Regions from separate parts of the Zea mays genome. Here region 2 is linked to region 1. The links are chromatin contacts, called in public Hi-C maps. All regions are on one chromosome and are shown on one strand. Each heading gives the region's core, a stretch centred on a gene start, on an enhancer-like site or on the middle of the called end of the contact. The rest is flanking DNA. Distances are from core to core; before and after follow the strand shown. Region 1 holds the start of LOC100193976. Region 2 has its middle 38 kb from the start of LOC100382872.

What was found. Hi-C and Micro-C count contacts between places; a contact is called where the count stands out from the background.
Region 2: a Hi-C map of ear shows a contact between it and region 1, with 2.5 times the contacts expected there. The contact joins the enhancer-like site here to the promoter of LOC100193976 in region 1. A contact is called at or near these places in 4 of 25 Hi-C or Micro-C datasets (ear, leaf and tassel).

The regions. Positions count from the first base shown.
Region 1 is chr4:197,907,662-197,911,418 of Zm-B73-REFERENCE-NAM-5.0, reverse strand. It overlaps LOC100193976, which reads left to right and starts at 2,119. Exons shown (of 2, transcript NM_001139044.1): 1 at 2,119-2,549. The coding sequence starts at 2,233. LOC100217314 reads left to right here. Exons shown (of 7, transcript NM_001143660.1): 6 at 69-97; 7 at 647-1,070. The coding sequence ends at 870.
Region 2 is chr4:198,172,626-198,176,382 of Zm-B73-REFERENCE-NAM-5.0, reverse strand. No RefSeq gene overlaps it. Among protein-coding and RNA genes, the nearest start is that of LOC100382872, 38 kb to the right of the region's middle. Within about 2 kb of position 1,637, at least 14 of the 20 cell types and tissues checked have an H3K27ac peak or open chromatin away from gene starts, as enhancers often do. A contact at or near this core is called in ear, leaf and tassel, where this site is marked.

The DNA of each region.
Region 1 (3,757 bases), core at 870-3,369:
GTTGTTTTCTGTTCCACTTTTCACTATCCCCATGTATTAGTTGTCAAAATCTTATCTTTTTGTTGCAGGATGTCAAGTGCCAACGATGCTTTAGCATGTAAGTTTTCCTATCGCTCAGATTTCATCCAAGGTTTAGATTGGTCTACTTCTCACCATTAATTCATTGTGGTTTACCATTGAACATGGTCGGGTTCATGTGTTTGGCCTAAACTGAGGTTCTTTAGAATTGGAATAATTTTCCTGTCAATAAATAATTTATCCAAAGATTGTAGCCATGTACTATAGCATCTGTAAACAGTAATATTGTGCATATTCATACATAAAAATGACATTAGCCAACGATGTGAACTTGAAAGAGTTTGTTATGGCCAAATGAGTTTTCGAGCGCTGATATTAAGGCCATCTGCACGGAGGCTAGATGGAGTTTTTTTAGTAGCCAGTTCATTTGTGTTGGTTTCTGTTTCCATGGGTGAATTAGGAGGTGAATGTGCCTGCAATACATGCGGGTGTAATCTAACGTTTTAGCGGATTCTAGGTTTCCATGGCGTGAGATTCCTCTATGCGTTTTATTCGATTTCTTTGTCTGTTTGTTCTTTCTGTTTTTTAATTCAGTAACGAGATCACAAATTGATTTCCCAATTTGCAGGTCCAATTCGCTTGTGGCATAGGAATCCCATCCTAGATTCAATAGAGGGGTTGCAATGCCGGCATCGCCATAGCTGGAAATCGAGCACTGACGGACACCGAGCGCCGAGATGGGCCGTCTTGTCCACCGCCGCAAGAACCGCATGCGTTGGATCCATCCTTACACCTGCTCCTACTTCCGCGCCAGCAGCCCAACACTCCGACGACACGAGCTCCTCCCTATAAAAGTGACATCTTTACTGTATAGATAACGAATGGTTATAGTTATTTATTCTTATGTCCAAGTGGTATTGGATTTTTTTAGCTTGGGATTAAAGAAAAGACAATCATGTACTTTGCATCTTTTTTGTATTTATGTTTTATGCTAAATTGTGGAATAACACTATATTAGTTGTTAGCAAAGAATTTGTGAGATATTAAGGTTGATGATAATATATGTTGTTATTTCATTTAATCATTGTGTATTAATATTTTATCGAATAATTTGTGTACCGTCGCAACGCACGGGCACTATACTAGTAGAGTCCTAAAATCCATCCACCTGCCATTTTCATCGCCAAAGTATAGAGTGGTTCCTGAAGTCTCCATATGAGAATTTAACATAAATAGTTATGCTCCCATTTCACCAAAACGACTGGATGCGAGCACTATCCCGGACGCGAATGCTCTCCTCCCTCTCCTCCAAGCTATATTCATATGTATCTCCAACCAAACAAAGAACGTAGCGGTTCCGCTCTCTTATACTCTTCAACCAAACAACAAAATAAATAGAGTGACTCTTTTCTACTATCCAAACACATAATATAATATCTACATTCTTAAAAACTGGAATGAAGACGCTACATTATAGTTGACTCTCCAACCAAGCGCACCCTTATAGTGTATTTGGTTGAGAGAATGGAGCCGCTTCATTCCTATTTTCTAGATATTTGGTTTTCAACGAAAGAGGAGCAAAACATCTCATAAAGACTCCATATAAAAATATATTATAAATAGTTATGATTCACCAAAACGATAGGATACGAGCGCTCTGCTCTCTTTTCTCACCTCCACACTCATATAACTTTTCAACTAAACAATGAACTATAGATGGCCAATAAACACGAGGCATGTGTCGGGCCCAATCCGTGTCCGGCACGATCCGGTTCTATGCGGGCTCAGACAGGAAACTAGGCATGGTGGGCTAGCCCGGCACGACCCGTTTACCCCTAAGCCTATTAAGCCTGTTTTTTCACTAAACTGTGCTTACCGGCACGCTTAGCCCGCTTTTTCCATGCTAAGTCCCGTTTAGGCCTGATGCAGGCCAGACTCAGATAGAAAAACGAGTCCACGATCTTAGACGACCCGGTCCGATTTTCTAACCGTGACTAACGGGCCAAGCCTAAATTGAGCCTGGGCCGGACCGGGCCGGGACCATGAAAAGAGCGACTTCACATTTCCATTTGACTCTCAACCAAACTCACCCTGTATTCCTTTTCCGCCGCACGGCGTCGCCGTGGGCTCGGTCTCGCTCGCCGCTCGCCGCATACGGCCGCAGCCAGACAGCCAACGTACTCGGGGCGGTTGCCGGGCCGGGGTCCGCGATCGATGGCTGCGCGGCGGAGCAGGGGCTGGGCGCGCGGCGCGGCGGCGTTCGCGGCCGTGGCGCTGGCGGTGGGCGCGGGGCGGAGGTACGGGTGGGACGGTGCCTCCGCGGTGGCGGCGTTCCGCGAGGCCCAGGGCGCGCTGGGGCACTGGGCGGCGCCGGCCTACGTGGCCGCGCACGCGCTCACGCTTGCGCTCTGTCCGCCTTACGCCATCTTCTTCGAGGGCGGCGCCGCGCTCATCTTCGGCTTCCTGCCAGGCGTCGCATGCGTCTTCTCCGCCAAGGTCCTCGGGGCCTCGCTCTCCTTCTGGATCGGCAGGTAGAGACCACGCCCCCCTCCTTCTTCTTCCTGCTTCTCGTGTCCGGGCTCTGCTGTCTTCTTGCTGCTCCTTTTGGCTGCTCATAGGAGACGAGATCTGGGAACGCTCTACACTCACGCGATCAGGATCTGGGAGAAAAAAAGTTCGCGCAACTGCTTTTGCGTGATACTGATTTAGAGGGGCGGCAGTGAAAGAGTGGTAGCAAGAAAAACAGATTTACTAGGTTGTTCTAGTTAACAAACAAGTTAAAGTCGCAACTTTTCTCTGTTGGGTTGCCAGTTTTTTTGTCTTCCTGCCGCCCATGGAATTTGCTGCGTCTAATTGAGTGTGAAGTCTAGAATTTAGTTTTGTTCAGCTGTGCTGTATTTGGGTTACATAATTGTGACCTGATGCAATGAAGGCTACTCCTTGATATTAGGAGCAAGATTCATTCTTTCACCAGCAATACTGACTATTTTGCACCAATAAGGGCCCGCTCGGTTTTTCCGAAATGGGCGTCTAGAATAATTCCCAGTCGGATTGCTTGTCTAATTTATATGAGATTTGATTAGCTGGAACGATTCCGGGTCCATTCCAACAATACCTAAGTCGAACCTGAGTTCAAATAGCATGAGAATAGAATGGATGTTATGATTGAGGGCAATAGCTTTGGTTAGAACTGGAAAAACTGCAAAAGAATGTTATTGTCGTTGAACAATAATGTTTATTAATGTCGGTCTATACCAGACTTCACTTTGTAGTCGCTCTGCCTCTGATACAGCAAGTTCATTCCATCACACTTGTAATCTTAATAAGGCGGTGTATAGATTATTGTCCACTAAGTAATTGATTTTCCTTTACAGTTTTGAAATATTTAGTTAGATTCTACATATGGTTAATGCATTTGTCTTTTTTATGCAAGTTCTGTTTAAGTGTTTAGGTAATGTTTGAATGCACTAGGGCTAATAGTTTAGCTAAAAGTTTAGCTATTAGCTAGTTTTAGTAAATTAGCTAATAGTTAGCTAGCTAATTCCTCTAGTAATTTTTTAGCCAACTAAGAGCATCTCCAAGAGACTAGTTAAATGGCTCGCTAAGCCAAATTTTGGCTACTCGACAGCAAAATAACTCTCCAACATACTAACTATCTGACTCGCCAAGCTATCTGACTCTCCAAATTGACTCTCTCATTAGTCAAATTTGGCTAGCCACCTGGCTAGCAAAACTAGAT
Region 2 (3,757 bases), core at 388-2,887, 270 kb before region 1:
GGCCGGATCAAGATCCGAGCTTTTGCTGCGCGCCTCCGCCGACCGCAGCGTATCCACCTCCTGCGGCGGCAAACTTCCTCCCGCCACAGAGCACCGGGTACCCGCCGCCCGCTTCCGCTTCTCTCTATCCGCCAGTGGAAGGATTGTTGTCCCCACGCAACTACCCACCTCCGCCGCCGCCGGCTTATCCACAGTTTCCAGCCCCGAACAACACGAGCTACACGTCACCGGCTGCTGCTACTACTACAGCATACCCACTGCCACCCGCGTCATGTGCAGCCTGTCCGGCGCCTCCTCCGGCAGAGCTCACCAGGTACCCGTCGCCGCTGACGGCGGCATACCCACCACCGCCTGCGTCGTGTGCAGCCTGCCCGGCGCCTCCGCCGCCGGCACAGTACACCAGTTACCCGCCGCCACCGTCGACCAACTACCCACCGGCGCCGCCGAGTGGGTATCCACCACTAGCACTAGGTCCACTACCGGCGTCCAATTTGGCCCCTCCGACCAGCACGTACCCGCCACCGCCGGAGTCAGGCTCGGCCTACTCAGTTTATCCAAGGTCGGCGACGCCAGGCACACTGGACCGTGCGCTACCGTACTATCCGGCGCCTCCCGTCGGCTCGTATTACCCTCCGCCGGGGACACGGTACTTCGAGGTCGACGGCGCGGCCAGGACGCCGTCTTACTACCCACCGCCGAGTCAATACCCGTAGGAGTTCGGCGGATAATCTGCAACGTTGTGGAACAGTGGACGATGTTTCCAAGGTTGCTCCGCCGCTTCCCGCCATGATTGCCATTGAAGACAGGTCAGATTGCCGCGGTGCGTGGCGTGGGTGCTAGGCTGCAATATGCCGGCTTGTTCGGGCCAATTAACCTTACATTGTTTTCAGTATTTCCAACAAGATCCTTTTTTTAAACAAGAATATTTACTCTCTTTTTTTTGCGTTTGAGTCATTTTGTTTGGTGCGTGATTTGTTAAGCTATCATGGAACATAAATTGCTCAAGGTTGAACTTGCTTTTGATTCTATAAATTAAACTTTAGAATCAAATACCAAAAAGAAAGACATTTAAAGTACTAGGAAGGATAAAGTTTTATGATCCTATAAATTCTTCCCTTTTTAAAACTATATTCTTCCCTTTATAATACGAAAATCCTTTCACAGGATGCTGATCATCAAATTGACTTTGGTATTCCATATATTAAGATTCTAATGTGTATGCAAACCCGACGGGATCTATGACTGGTATTTATATAGATTAAGATTCTCATTTGTCCGTAGAGGTAGCTATAGATGGTCACTGGTGTGTGGGACTGGTCGTGATAACCGAGGCCGTCGAAAATACTATATAGTACTGTTGTGGATGTAACCTTACACAGTCACACGTGTCAGCGGCCGGACGAAACTGGAGAGGTGTATGCATATATATGGTGAATATATATTAATTCAACTAAAAAATAAATCGTATGCACAGCAGTGGAGGGTAAAATAAAACCAAACAATCTATATAACGTAACGTATGGAATAGTTATATCTTCTATATAAACCTAGTTCCTGGTCGGCTGGCTTAAGCCAGCCAATAAGACTGATGCTGCTTCTTCCCCTTCCCTGTAGATGTTTACTTGGGTCTTGTTTACTAGGCGGCCCAAAATCCGACACAAGTTTGGCCTAGTCCGAATCCGACTCGATTATTGAGTCGTGTCTGGGCCTAAGGCGAGCCACATCAGACTAGGCACGGCATGGCATGTTTTTATTTTTTTATTTTTTCATATAAATACATATAGTATATTTAAATATAGAGTATAAAATATAAGAAACATGCTTGTTTTATTGGTTATGTGGGTGTAAATAAGTGTTTATAGCTAATAACTATAGTTTAAATCTTTATATATAAATATTTTTAAACATACTTTATCATTTAAACGTCATATATATTATAGGCCCGTTAGACCCGTCGGGCCGTGGGTCGGCCGGACACGGTTAATACCTTAGCGTGCCGTGTCTAGGCTCGCTCGAAGCTCGTGGGCCAACACGACACGGGCCCGCTTTCTAATCCAAATCGGACCAGCACAATCCCATAGCCAAGCTCGGGTCGGGTCGGCCTGCCCCGTCTATTTGGACATGTATACTTCCTCCAAGACACAAAATATTGTACCTACAGTGCAATGTAGCTACAGCCGTGCTAAGAAAAAAAAAGTCAGTCGAACACAGTCCATGAAATGATGATTTGGCACATTCTATGTTAAAAACTAAGGCTCTGTTTGGTTGGAGGGACTAAGGATTAGTCTCTTCATTTTAGTCTCATTTAGTCCCTAAATTGCTAAACGGTGAAACTAAAACATGAACTAAACTGTTTTAGTATGTTGTCCATTAAGGGATGACTAAAATGGACTTAAACATATTAATTCCACCTTTTGCGCCTTCTTTATCTCAGTTACACTACTGGCGGGAGAATGCTAAGGGATATTTTGGTCCTCTTATAATTCATTTAATGTGTTCTGAATACTTTTAGTCCATGTAACCAAACAGAGTAGTGACTAAACTTTAGTCCCTGGACTAAAGAAACCAAACGACCCTTAAGTCTCTATCCTGTTTGGTTGTAGGGACTAAAATTATTCAGAACATATTAAATGACTCGTAAGAAGACTAAAATGTCCCTTAACATTCTTCCTCCATTAGTGAAATAAAATGAGTGGTAATAGGTGGATTTAATCTAGTTTAGTCTCTTTTAGTCACCGCTTGAGGGACTAGAGGCTAAAGCAATTTAGTTCTTGTTTTAGTCTTACCGTTTGGCTATTTAGGGACTAAAATAGAGGGACTAATCTTTAGTCCCTCAAACCAAACGAGGCCTTAGTCACTCGACTAAACTTTAGTATCTGGACTAAAGGAACCAAACGTACCATAAGTATCAAAGAAAGTTAAGAAGTTAAGAATAACTAAAAAAAATTGATTCGGAGGGTAATAGTACCTTGCTAGTGCAGTGGTACTGGACGGTGGAGTGAGAAAACGTCTATTTTACTTTCACCCGTACGGTTGACTGCTATTCTTTATCGAAAAAGAAACAGCAGCCTCTAGTACAGTTTGACCGACTGACTACATAATTAGATCACTTCTTTTTTTTGAACGAAGCCATAGTTAGATAATCTCACACTGGCTCACGCTGATCTACGTTCCCATCATTAGCAGATAATTAAAAAAATTGAGGGAGAGAATAGAGGGACAAGTAGCATTTTTTTAGAAGGCGAAGAACAAGCAGGTAGAAGATACAACGAGCTTGCCTCTATGCCGGCCGCCGGGCTGGGCGGGCCGATGCATCTTTTTGAGATGCGAACGCTGCATGGGCCGGCTTGTTCCACCGGGCTGGGCTGGGCTGGGCTGTAGCATGTAGAACGGCGAGATCAAATACCATTACCTAGGCTCCGGAACACTAGAGCCACAGTGCCACCCGTGAACAGTGAAAGGGGCGGTGGACTCACGCTGGCTGCAACGTATTTCACTTAGGCTATTGTTGACGTCTTTTTTGGAGCGCCAAACACTCAACAAAAACCGTGACGGTGCCCTCTGCACAGAGGCGGACGGTCCGCGGTCTGGTGCGAGGCGCGACGGTGCTCTCTGCACAGGGGCGGACGGTCCGCGCGCAGGGGCCGAACGGTCCGCGGCCTGGTACAAGGCTAGGGCTCCTGCCTGACGGCCGGACGGTCCGCGCCCTGGGGCCGGACGGTCCGCGCGTACGCAGGGGCGGCGGAAGATCGTCGGC